Regions from separate parts of the Mus musculus genome. Here region 2 is linked to region 1. The links are chromatin contacts, called in public HiChIP or PLAC-seq maps. All regions are on one chromosome and are shown on one strand. The core of a region is the stretch at or near the end of the contact, and the rest is flanking DNA. Distances in the headings are between cores, read along the strand shown. Region 1 overlaps Osgep (O-sialoglycoprotein endopeptidase). Region 2 has its middle 25 kb from the start of Pnp2.

Evidence for each region. HiChIP or PLAC-seq counts read pairs in DNA pulled down with a chosen protein or histone mark.
Region 2: an H3K27ac HiChIP or PLAC-seq map of embryonic stem cells shows a contact between it and region 1, with 5 read pairs. The contact joins two enhancer-like sites. A contact is called at or near these places in 1 of 484 Hi-C or Micro-C datasets (embryonic stem cells), 3 of 115 datasets of contacts at active chromatin or transcription factors (embryonic stem cells and microglia) and 3 of 9 other capture datasets (adipose tissue, liver and pancreatic islet).

What each region holds. Positions count from the first base shown.
Region 1 is chr14:50,908,846-50,915,391 of GRCm38.p6, reverse strand. It overlaps Osgep (O-sialoglycoprotein endopeptidase), which reads left to right. Exons shown (of 11, transcript NM_133676.2): 11 at 1-18. Among named protein-coding and RNA genes, the nearest start is that of Osgep, 13 kb to the left of the region's middle. Within about 2 kb of position 3,756, at least 8 of the 459 cell types and tissues checked have an H3K27ac peak or open chromatin away from gene starts, as enhancers often do. A contact at or near this core is called in embryonic stem cells, where this site is marked.
Region 2 is chr14:50,978,144-50,984,966 of GRCm38.p6, reverse strand. It overlaps the pseudogene Gm8518. Among named protein-coding and RNA genes, the nearest start is that of Pnp2, 25 kb to the right of the region's middle. Within about 2 kb of position 5,141, at least 15 of the 459 cell types and tissues checked have an H3K27ac peak or open chromatin away from gene starts, as enhancers often do. A contact at or near this core is called in embryonic stem cells, where this site is marked.

The sequences.
Region 1 (6,546 bases), core at 2,507-5,006:
AGTAAAACTGCTGCCTTCATAACTTTATTGATGTACTACTACTATAAATACTTCACGGGCCAATTTGAGGGACACCTCAAATTTACAATGCCCCATCACCACTACAAGCGTCAGAACTACAGATATTGTGCCCTTTATCTTGTATATATTGACACAAGGTGTCCTAAACTACCAAGCTCCTCTTTTGCCCTCTTTTAGCCATGTGTCTTTTCATTCATTCATATTCTCTCTCTCCCTCCCTCCCTCTCTCTCTCCGTCATTCATTTATAAAATCCATATCCCCTCACCGTCTCACCCTCATCTCCCAATGGTCCCTTCTCATTGTTCTGAGACCTGGTTTCTTAGTCCCTGCTTCTCTTACTACCTGTTGGTGAATCTTTCACATCCCTGTACCCCTGGGCCTAGACGTGGAGCACATGTCCTCCTTCCCTCCTCAGTTTGCTTTTCTTCCTTTTCTCCCCATCTTTTTTTTTTGAGACAGAGACTCTCTGTAGTCCTAGCTGGCCTGGAGTTTGCTATGGGAAACTAGGCTTGCTTCAAACTCAGAAAGATCCACCTCTGCTTCTGCCTCCTGAGGGCTAGGGTTTAGAAGCCTGCACCACCATGCCCCACCTCTTCTGTTTCTTGTTATCGCCTTTGTCCTTTGCAGCCCATTGTTCTGTATTTCAGTCACTTCTTGTCCCTCAGCCTCAGCCTTGCTACTCAGATTCATCCCTGCACCCGGACCCCCAACCCCCACCCTTACTTCCTTTCTACAGGCTTCCCTTGCAAATAAGCGCTTTGTTGTAGAAGCTTCCTCTCCCTTTACCATTAATAATAATTAAAAAAACAAATCCAAGGTATCATCAAGTTTCGCCTGGTCTTGACCCGCCTCCACCTCCCACACCCACACAGTGTAAGAGACTGAACCCACAGAACCACCTGAGCTGCATCCTTAGCCCCAATTATACTTCTGTCACACTTTATACCTAGATCAGCAAGTTAGAGGCAGGCAGATAGACAGACAGAGAGACACACACTCAGAGATAGATATATGTAGGGGAAGGCAGAGAGATAGAAGAGAGCACGCACTAAGTGGGAAGAGTGGGTTTTTGTAACATCAGAGCCCATACCCATTGACACAATTCTTCCAATACAGCCATACCTCCCAATCTTTCTCAAACAGTCCTACCAACTGGGTGTCGCGCCCGCTCTCGACCAGCAAGAACGACGCGACCACCAGTCCTTCTAACAGCAGTTTATTCAGTCCTGATTCTTCTTGTTTATATCTCCCCCGAACCCTGGGCCTCTCACTCCTTTTATACTCTCATCCACGCACCGCAGGCCACGCCCCCTCGCCAGTCACGAGGCTTCAGCTAATCAGGGCAGCAGGGGCAAATCTCCACCAAATTGGATTCACCTGTATCCTGGTACACCTGCGCAGCACTCAAGATGTTTGTGTCTTATATGAGGAAGTCAGGTGCAAGTCATATGACTTAGCTGCAGTCCCTGGCGCCTTTGGGACTGCCGCCACACCCGCTCCCCACAACTGGGGAGCAAGCACTTAAATATATAAGCCTGTGGAGCCATTCTCATAGAAATCATACCTTGGTTCTTTAAATTAGAAGCAAGGAGCACACATTTATCAAGTTCTCAGCTCCATACTGAATACTTTATATCATTTATACTTAGATACTCTGATTTCTGTTCCATTCCCACAGACAAGAGGTTCTCAACCAAGTCTGGTTTGGTCTTAGGAGGACAAAGAGAAGATGCTACTAAAGAGAAGCCAAGGCGGGCTGGAGAGAGCTCATTGATTAAGAGCACTTACAGAGGACTCCAGTTGGATTCCTAGCACCCAGGTGGCAGCTCACTGTTGTCAGTATCTTCAGTTCCAGGGGATCTGATGCTTTCTGGCCCTGGGCGCCGGGCACATATGTCATGCACACATGAGGCAAAACACCCATACACATGAAATAAAGCTACATCTTAAAAAGAGAAGCCAAGCCGGGCGGTGGTGGCGCACGCCTTTAATCCCAGTACTTGGGAGGCAGAGGCAGGCGGATTTCTGAGTTCGAGGCCAGCCTGGTCTACAGAGTGAGTTCAAGGACAGCCAGGGCTACACAGAGGAAATAAATAAAGCCAAGGATGCTAGAAAATACCCTACAGTTTTTAATAAAGCCCCACAAATAAAGTCCTATGCAAAAATGTTGTTAGTATCACAGTTGAAAACTGCCCCAGACAGGAATGTGTAATGGTTTGGTTTGGTTTGGGTTTTGAGAACTCTATAGAGTAGCTATACGCTGATTGACCTGGACAGTTCTGAGCTATGTCCTAATTGCTAAGCAGATCCAGCTGCTCTCACTGAGTGTGAGTTGACAGGTTAGCTGCAACTTCACAGCGTGGCTTAAAAGAGTTGCCTCCGGTTTTCCTCTGAATTCGCTATGAAAATCTATTCTGTTGCTGAGGGTGGAGCTTAGGTGGTAGAACATTTGCTTGATACAAAGCTATATAAGCGGTGATTAGGCATCTGGAATCTCCATGCTTTGCAGGTAGAGACAGGAAGATGAGAATTTAAAGGTTTTCCTTAGGTATATAGTGAGTTCAGGGCTAGCCTGGGCTACATGAGACCCTATCTCAGAAAATGAAAATTAAACTATCTCAGCAGATTTGTTGTTACCATATCATTAGTTACTTAGTCACAAATATAATGGTGGATTCTACTTCTTTTATAAGTCTGTCTGAAACATTTAACACTTACTCTTTTAGAATGTATTGTCTGCTTTCTTGCTGACTCTCTGTTGCCTTTGCTGGTTCTCATTTCTCAGTCTTAGCTTGGACTGAGTTGTCTCCTGCCTTCAGTCTCTTGAGTGCTGGCACCTGTGCCACTGTGCCTGTCTATGTCTACAGTCCTAACATCCGAGAGTCCTCAGACAGTTGGCACAGGCATGTGGGGTGATTGTGTCCAGTCTTAAGCCATGAAATTCATTAGGATATAGGTAACTCCAGTTTTATATCTCTAGCCAGGACTGCCCTCCCAAATACCAAGCTGCCCTTTGGCATCTTTGCCTGGGTACAAATGTAGCACCCTGTCTTGGGGTTTTTATTGCTGTAGTAAAATACCACAACCAAAATCAGCTTGGGAAAGAAAAGGTTTATTTCACTTTACAGTCTGGAGCATTCTGTAAGGCAGTCTGTACAGGCAGGCACTAGAGCTGAGGCCCTGAGGTGTGCTGCTTACTGGCTTGCTCTGTTCACCTTGCTTAGCCTGTTTTCTTATAGCACCCAGGACCACCCACAGCGAGCTGGGCCCTCCCACATCAATCATCATTGAAGAAAATGCACCATAGACTTCTCATCTCACAGGCCAATCTGGTGTGGACAGTTTTCCCAGTTGAAGTTCCCCCTTCCCACACTCAAACTTGTGTTACGTTGATATAAAATTGATTGGCACACACTTTAAGTTTAAGGTATCCAAAACTGAACTTAAGTTCCCCAGCCTTCTCCTTTAGTTATTTCTTATTTAAGTGATCAGTACCCCCTCTGGTTCATGTCAAAACACAGACCTTGGCATTCTTTTGAGTTCTATGAATAGGTGTGTGTGTTTCACCTTCAGTTAATCAAATCCACTTGGATTTACTTTTCAACATTTAACCACATTTAACCACAATCCTCTTTCCTTTTAAGCTGAACCAAATTAGTGGCTTATCTTCAGAATGCCCTAATTCCTTCCTCTCCCCCTACAGTAGTCTTTTGTACTGAAGGCCTGTGGCCATAACCTTAGGGTTTGTATGTCTAGCTCACTTTATGCAGCTCCTCCAGCTAGCGACTCAGGGCAGGGCTGCTCACAAAAGGTCATAAAGGTCATTGGGTTCATTTTTTCTTGCATGTCAGTAGATAGGGGATTAACATAGTCCTGTAATGATAAAGGGGGGTGACAAGCAGTCTTCCCAGCGACCTTTGGGGGGCAGGGGAGGAGGGTGTGTGTGCTGAGAAAGAGTACTGCCTGAAGGTTTCTTAAGTGGGAGAAGGGCAACGAATGCTTTGTAATGTAAGTGTCAACCCACCCCAACCAGCAAGGCTAAGTCTGTAGATAGGGCTGGGAAATCCTGAGGAGCTGTGGGGTGGGGGTGGGGTCTGACTGGGCAAGGCCTTTGAGCACAAGAGCAGTGCCAACAGATTGCTCGTCATTTTTATTACTAAGGTAAGGCATACATAGGTGAGATGGTTTTACAGTTTAAGCAAGTACAGATACTGTGAGGGAATATACCTGGTTTATGTTTTATGAATACTCTCTCTGGTCATGCTAAAGACTCAAGGATACTCCAGATCTTCACCTTTCCCATAGGGACAATTCAGACATTCCAGGTCCTTCCCTTCACGTGCTTGCTTTTGAATGCATTCACGTACCCTAGTGTATGCAATTCTTTCTAGAAGTACACCCGTGGGAAGACCATTCCGCAGTCTGCCCTATCCATGGTTCACAGTAAGTCGCACAGGCGCCCACAAAGTACCTGTCTGTGTTCTAGGCTTGCTTTTTTTCTGTGCATGATGTTGAGGTTGAGCCCAGGGTCTTGCGTGTACCGTGCAAGCACTCTGCCTTTCAGCTCTCCCTTGCCCTTGAGCCTCTCAAGTGCTAGTAAGCCTGCACCGCCATGTCCCACCCTGATGGTACCTCAGGCCACTACTGCTGCCTCCTCTTAGATCATTAACTTCTCCTTCTTTTCCTCTGAGACTTGGAAAGGAATGGGGGCTTCTGAGGGTCTTTTAGGCTTCCTACCACTATCATCACTGAGCCAGTTCACTGACTGCAGGCCCTGCTTTGACTGAATGTCATTTGAGTCTGCTGGTGTCGTAACTGCCCCAAAGAGAAAAATTATACAAAGTGGCTGTGGTGGTGCAAACCTGTTAAGCTCAGCCCTTGGGAGGGAGAGGCAAAAGAATCACATTCCAAGCCAGTTTGGGATACTGTCTTAGGGTTTCCATTGGTGCAGTGAAACATGACCAAAAGCAAGGTGAAGGCAAGGGCTCTATTTGGCTTTCACTTCCATAGTGTCGTCCACCCTTGAAGGAAGCCAGACAAGGCAGGGACCTGAGAATAGGACCTGATGCAGAAGTCATGAAGGGCACTGCTTACTGGCTTGCTCCACATGGCTTACTCAGCCTCCTTTCTTAAAGAACCCAGGATGACCAGCCCAAAGATGGCCCCACCCACAATGGGCTGAGCCCTACCCCATCAGTCACTAAGAAAATGTTCTACAGGCTTGCCTACAGCCTGGTGTTATGGAGGCATTTTCTCAACTTAGGGTTCTTCTTCTTGGGTGACTCTAGCTTGTATCAGGTTAACATAAAACTAGCCAGCGCAGATACACAGTGAGACCCAGTCTCATACCAAACAAAAGAGAAGACAAATTCCTTTCCTATCGAGCAGTTACTCTAACTCCATCCTCAGGCCATGCCTCCCTATTAGGTACTTTGCTTTTCTCAAATTATCCCACTGTCATGCTCAGCTGCCTTTGATACTCAGTTTCTGCTTTCCTCTCCTTATTCTTTGACTCACCATGGCCTTGTATTGTGTAGTCACAATTAGCCCTGCTGCCATCCTTCAGAGGCAGACACAACTGCAGGGAAAGGCATCCCCTGACGAGAGGAGTAAAAAGGCACGGAAGGAGGAGCTGAGGGAGGAAGGGCTTTCCCTCCCTTAAGAGCTGGAAACGCCAGGCTCAGTTCCCAGCATCCACATGGCAGCTCACACCTGTCTGTCTGTCTGTACCTCCAGTTCCAGGGAATCCATGGCACCAGACATGCACATGGTGATAAATACACATGCAGGCAAAACACCCATACATAAAATAAATACCCATACATGAAGCAAAATAAATCTCTTTTTACTGAGAGAGAGAGCTAGAAGCAATGGAATTTATCCTAATGTTCTTTCCTTTTAGTTCTAGTTCCTGACAACTTCTCTTTCCATCTCCCTGCCCTCCCCCACCCCCACCCCCACCCCCACCCCAAATAAAAGCATTACAATAGTCCTCCACAGCAGATATGGGCAACTGCCAATTTTGCTTATATCAGAACATTGTGCTTGAGAAGGCCTGCACCTCAGCCCTGAACGGAGAGGCCGTGGAGAAGGAGTAGGGCTGTATTATGTTTGAGAGGCAGGTGACAAGAAGGGTTTCAGTTTAGCAGATGCCTGCATGGACTCAGAGCCCAGAATGAAGCTTATGAGCAGACAGGTCTTGTATGGCATGTGTTAGTGTTATCTAGAGGAAAAGAAATGGTAGACTGTATATATAATAAAGGGGGGTTTATTAATCTGACTTAACGGTATATAGTCCAGGTATTCCAGCAAGGGCTGTCTCACTCTGGAGAGGTTAAGCATCAGGGAGTTACTTGGTCACTAAGGCTGAAAGTCTCAGCATTTCCAAACTGGTGCTGGAGGCCTGGAAGATTCCCAGAGAGCAGTTGCTCTTTACTGTACATTAGAATCCTAAAGAAGTTGGTTCTAACACCAGTAAAGGAATGCAGGTATGGGATAGATAAACTTGCCAGTCAGACTGAGGA
Region 2 (6,823 bases), core at 3,892-6,391, 68 kb before region 1:
TCTTTTTCCCAGTGGTGCCAACCCACCTTCTTCCCTTGCTGGGAAGAAACCCCTTAGCCAAAGTGGTAGCCTTTATTTCCTTTGCTTTCCCAAACTACTTGACCCCAGGACCATTCCCCTCCTCCTCCTCCTCCTCCTCCTCCTCCTCCTCCTCCTCCTCCTCCTCCTCCTCCCTCTCCCTTCCTCTAAACCACATAACCTAACACATCTTTCCTTTTATTGGCCTCCAGATGGATCCCCACGTATGGGACACCCAAAATTCCTCTATAGCCAAAAGTCATCCTCCTCATCATTCAATTACAAAATCCCAACAAATATATTACCCAGGCTTAATATCCTCTCTCTTTTCTCTCATCTATTCTCTCTCTCTCTCTCTCTCTCTCTCCTCTCTCATCTCCTCTCCTCTCTCTCTCTCTCTTTCCTCTCCTTTCTCCTCTCTCCTCTCTCTCCCCTCCCCCCTTTCTTTCTTCTTACCTCTATAGAAAAGGCCTCTGTGCCCCACATTTTTCCCCTTTAACACTCCCATATTCGCCATTTTTAAAAAACCAATGGAATCTACTTCTTAATTCAGGATCTCCGACTTAATAACTCAGCAATGGTTCCCCTTCACCCCATAGTACCAACCCCAATACTCTCCTCCCCATCATCCTCTCAGGGACCTCTCATTTCTCTGTCCTAGACCTCAAGAATGCCTTCTTTTCTATTCCTCTTAACCCCCAGTCACAAAACATCTTTGCCCTTGCTTGGACTAACCCAGATACTCACTTTCCACACAAGTCACCTGAACTGTCTTACCCCAGGGGTTCTGGGACAGCACACATCTATTTGTCTCTAGCCTCTGACTTATTCCCTCTGTCTCTTCCTAGATCCAAGCTTATATAATGCATAGACAATATTCTTTGTAGTCCACCCCTGCAAATTTGCCAGGTTGACACCTCTACTTTATAAAACTTCCTGTATGGCCAGGGATACGGGGGTCTCACCCTCTAATATTCAGCTGTCCACCTCTTAGGTTACTTATCTGGGATTAGTTATTACTGAAACTCACAAGGCCGTTACCCTTGATAGGAAACATTTAATTTGGTCATTTTCTGTACTCACCAGTAAGTACAAAATTTTATCTTTATCTTGGGATGGTTGACTTTTTATACTCTTAGATCCCTGCTTTCTTTCTTCTTGCCTACTCCTTATATGAGGTATCCCTTGGCCCCTCACATGAACCCCTTCTTATACCCACTATTAGTCCCTTTCATACGCTTCAGCAGGCCCTCCTCCAGGCCCTGGCCCTACACCTTCCAGATTTGACTCACTCCTCACTCTGTGTCATAGGGAAGGAGGAATATGCCCTCAGGGTCCTGGGTCACTGTAAGGGTTTCATGCTGTGAAGGGACACCAGTACCAAGGCAACTCTAATATAGGACAACATTTATTGAGGCTGTCTTACAGTTTTAGAGGTTCAGTTCATTATTATCATGGCAGGAAGCAAGGCAGCGAGCAGGCAGATATGATGCTGGAAAAGGACCTGAGTGTTCAGCATCTTGAGTGGAAGGCAGCAGAAGGAGACTGTCCTCTGCAGACAGCCAGGAGGATATTCTCATCCTATATTGGGCAGAGCCTCAGCATAGGATTCTAAAAGCCCACCCCCACAGTGACACATGTCCTCCAACAAAGCCACACCTATTGCAGTAAGGCCATACATCCTAATAGTACCACTTCCCATGGGCCAAGCATATTCAAACCACCACAGTCACCCTTTCTCTATCTAAGTCATAGAGAAGGAGGGATATGCCCTCAGGTTCCTGGGTCACACCTTCTTACTCCATGTCACCTTCTTACTCCATGTCAGAGAGAAGGAGAGATGTGTCCTCAGGGTCCTGGGTCATACCTTCTCACTCCATGTCAGAGAGGTAAGAGATACCCTAGGTCACCCCTTATCATTCCATGTTAGAGAGAAGAAAGGATACATCCTCAGGGTCCTGGGTTGCCAACTGTGATGGTTTTTTGCTTCTGTTACATACTTGTCGAAAAAATTGGACCATACTATCCAAAGATGGGGACTCATCTAAATGTTCTGGTTACAGCCAGACTTTTTTTTTTTTTTTTTTTTGGTTTTTTGAGACAGGATTTCTCTGTGTAGCCCTGGCTGTCCTGGAACTCACTCTGTAGACCAGGCTGGCCTCCAACTCAGAAATCCGCCTGCCTCTGCCTCCCAAGTACTGGGATTAAAGGTGTGTGCCACCACTGCCCAGCTTACAGCCAAACTTCTTATATGAAAATCAGAATGGTTAACCTTCAGGTCATCCACTACTGTCTTCGGCACCTATCCCACCTCCTAACATACAAGGGTGACTGACTGTTTCTCTAACCATCAATTATCAGTTTGCCTCTCGGTTTATCCAGAATCTCCAGCGGGTAGCTCAGGTTGTCCTCACCCTCCAGGGCCAAATAGACTCACTGGCTGCCATAATGTTAAATACAGTGAGGGGAGAGTTACTAATAGTAAAGAAGTCTCTGCCTCTTCCTCGGGGAGGAATCAACCAGTCAGGTAAAATAAAAGATAATATCTATCCAGTGGCAGTGGCACATGCCTTTAATCTTAGCACTGGGGGGGGGGGGGGATCTCTGTGAGTTCTTGGTCAGCCTGATCTACAGAGTGAGTTCCAGGACAGCCAGGGCTATACAGAGAAACCCTGTCTCAACTTCCCTCCCACCCCCCAAAACAAGCTTGGTATGGTGGTGCACATCTTTAGTGTCTCAGTACTCAGGAGGCAGAGGCAGGCTGTTTTCTGTGGGTGAAGCCAGCCTTGTAGCAAAAACTAAAAGCAGAAGCAAAGCAACGACAACCGAACAAACAAAAAACCACAACCTTCACTCAGGTCAAGATATAAATACTCCTCCATTTACAAGTCATATCCCCACCCCACCCCCACACAAAGAGTCATCACAGGAGTAATTTCAGGCTGGAGCAACATGTGTTCTCTTCATTAAACTGCTACGTGCTCTGGTCAGGCAAGGATGATTGTCGAGGCATTTGATAAAAATCTACAAAACGAGCCCTTTCCTTGAGAAGTCTATGCACTTCCAGGGCTCCTGGTCAACAAGCCACTCAGGAGTCATTTACAAAGCCTAAGATAAGGACAATATATATTTGTCAATGACATATGTGTGAAGCATTGTTCTCCAACTACACAACATCTACCATAAGCCCACCTATATATATAGTAAGAGTGTATATTTGGCTGGGAGAATGGGTTCTTTCTGTTGTTATATTTTAAATGGTTCTACATTCATATATGTTGCCTTGGTAACCTAACCGTATAATATTTTTATATAGAACGTGACATCAAAGACCTATTCTTCTGTCTGTCTGATGCTCCTCATTATACCCTTGCTTCTGGGCTTTAATAAAATAGGCCACTTACAAACCACATTTCTCAATGGGAATCAATAGTTCCTTGAACCTCCCCCAGACACTTCCTGCCTAAACTACTGCCCACGCAAAACAGCCCTTTAAACTGCTCTACCAGAACAAACGGCTTCTGTTACCCCTGAGTGCACCTCTTAGTACATGGATTCTACCCACAAACCTCTCTTGCTCCTGTGAGGTTCCTGCCCCCTCCTATCATCTGAGTCACTCAGAGCCTCTATCTCCTGAGGTCAGCCTTACTGAAATGCTGGATTGAAGTTGAGAATTTCTCAGTTGGTTAACTACAAGGTTGCTCTTGCAGGTTTCTCTGGAACCTGCCACAGTCCTCACTCCTACAGATGCAGCTCTTGGATCTCACCCTGAAGCAGGTGGAAAGGAATGGAGGTCTATGAATATGTACTTATTGTAGCAAGTCAGTGACCTTGACATCCCGCTGTGTGTATCAACCCAACCCCAATGTTTTGGATGACTTGATCTGAAATGATATATTTTATACATCACAGGTAAAAAGCTTCTCCATAAAGCCTAATTGGGAATTCTCTAGTCCCTGAGTCAACACATCGGAAAGGTTTTTTTTTGTTTGTTTGTTTGTTTGTTTGTTTGTTTGTTTGTTTTTTGAGACAGGGTTTCTCTGTATAGCTCTGGCTGTCCTGGAACTCACTCTGTAGACCAGGCTGGCCTCGAACTCAGAAATCCGCCTGCCTCTGCCTCCCGAGTGCTGGGATTAAAGGCGTGCGCCACCATGCCCGGCAACACGTCAGAAAGTTATTCAATAACTTTTTAAATTATTATTTAAAAAAAATGTTTATAGGCATAGGAGTTTTACCTATACAGGTCAAAATACTGGGACTGGAGACTGTGAGCTGCCATGTGGATGCTGGGAAATGAGACTAGGTCCTCTGGAAGAATGGCCAGCTCTTCTTCAGCCCCTTCAAGTTCTTTTCTGTAGAGTGTATCTACTCTTCAGTAGCATCTCCTTCCTTTCTTAATGCACCTTCCAACATTCCCAGAAAATCAATGTGGGCCAGGTGCGATGACAGTTATGAACCAGCCTACCTCCATCTTAGGGTTAAAAGCCATCGTATAGTAAACAGGTTCATTCCTGTTTGTGATTAAATCTGTTTCCCAAGGGCTGGGATATGCCTCACCTGTAACCTTAACTACAAATGGTTCTGTACTGCCTGCTCCAGGAAGTGCCAACCATGTCTTTCTTTCAAAAGGTTGTTATGACCACCTTCGTATGACCACATTGTTATGACCACTTGTTATGCTGTTCCTGTAACCCTGCCCATTAGCCCGCCAAATCCCCCATTTAGAAATCCCCTATAACTGAACTATAAAAACCCTTATCTTGCCCATGTCCAGTGTTGACCTCTTAAACCCCAACTTAGGGAGAGGCAGCCAGTATACGTGAATTGAGAAGCTTGTTTTGATTAATTTGCCCATGATGATTTGGGTGGGTGATTTTTCTCCTTGAATCTTTGGGGTTAACACCCCTTGCTTTTAATCCCAGCACTCAGGAGGGTAGAGACACATGGACCTCTGTGAGTTCCAGGCCATCCAGAGCTACATAATGGAACTGGGGACAATACCTTGGGGTGGGGGTGAAAGCAGTGAGGGGGTTGTTGAAATGTAAACAGTCTAAGGCACTCCCTTCCTTGTAGGACATTCAGGAAGGTCATCTGGGAGTGGAGGGTTGAGAGAGGTGCTTAGAAAACAAGGGCAAGGCTGCCAAAACAAGGCACCCAGGGCAACCAAGAGGACAGTGAGCAGTGAAGGGGTTGGTTGAGACTGGAGGCCAGCCAGCCAGCCCAGCACTGAAGTTTAACTGCAGGAGCTAGAAGGGAGGGAGGGAGTCTGGGTCTCCTTTCATGTCTTGGTGAGGTTTGGCCTAGTCCTAACTCAGAATGTTCCAACTTTTCCTTTTTACTGGTTTTTGGTGTGTTGTTGTTGAGTTGTGTTTTTACCAAATATGCTTTTCCCCAGGCATTTGATTTTCCTTGCTCAGTCTATGAAGCTGCCTGCTGCCATGTGGCTAACCTCCAAACCAGCTTAACTCAAATGGCTTTTTCTGTTTTATTCTCACTTTTCCTCTGGGCAGCTACTGAGATCTACAGCTTGGGATGTTTTTCTTTTAGACTCTAAAAAAGTGAATGAACAAACTTTGTCTCTTGTTGACTTTCAGACTTGGTTTGCCTTTTAATTATTTCATTGGTAGAGAAAAGAAACCTGTTCCCGCACCTCCACACAGTAAATGCTGGCAGAGGCTCGTAAGTCTCAGGATGTGAGCCCTGGGCAACCTTCTCCTCTAAGTTCCTACTGCCTACCATCACCGATTTCTCCTGGGCCCTAGCCAGGGTGGAAAGGAGGCAGAGAGAATGGCAAAACCCAGAGGTCTCATCTTAAAATGAACAGCAGATAGTTATGGCACAGCTACTTTAAGTCATTGTAGCCTGGACACAATGATTTATGTCACCCCCAAATTCCATGTTCCAATGTGGAAACAGTTTCATGAAGTTTTATAGTTTCACAGATCAAAGAAAGCCTTAAATCAAAGCAAGTTTAAAACACATTGGTGGGGGAGGTGGGGGGCCTCCGAAAAGATGGCGGCTGCTCCTGCCGGTGTGGGCCGCCTAGAGGAAGAGGCGGAAAGAACGGCTGAAGGCCCTCCGGGAGAAAACCGGGCGCAAGGACAGGGAAGATGGGGAGCCACAGACCAAGCAGCTCAGAGAAGAGGGAGAGGAAGTTGGGAAGCACAGGGGACTCAGGCTCAGGAACTATGTCCCAGAGGATGAAGACCTGAAGAGGAGGCGGGTCCCCCAGGCCAAACCAGTGGCAGTGGAGGAGAAGGTGAAGGAGCAGCTGGAGGCAGCCAAGCCAGAGCCTGTCATTGAGGAAGTGGACCTGGCCAACTTGGCACCCCGGAAACCTGATTGGGATCTCAAGAGAGATGTGGCCAAGAAGCTAGAGAAGCTAGAAAAGCGGACCCAGAGAACCATTGCAGAGCTGATCTGTGAGCGGCTAAAAGGCCAAGAGGACAGCCTGGCCTCTGCAGTGGACGCCACCACCGGACAAGAGGCTTGTAACTCTGACTGACAAGTTCTCCGTGTCCCATCTGATCTGTTCAGCACACACATCCTGTGGGAAGATGGTCTCAGGCAGGGAGGGGGTTAGGCTGGCCAGTACTTCTGGGTCTTGAGAACTGAGCCAACCTACTGAGTCTCAGTTTCTGTTGGTGTGACCTGTTCATCGCCCAAGGGTGCCCACCACCCCGAGTGGCTCAAAGCTGGGATCTGTACATATGTATGCAAACTGAGCTTTTTTCAACTTCTGCAAATAAACCTCTATTTAGTAGGAAAAAAAAAAACACATTGGTGGGACAGCAGAGAGATAGGC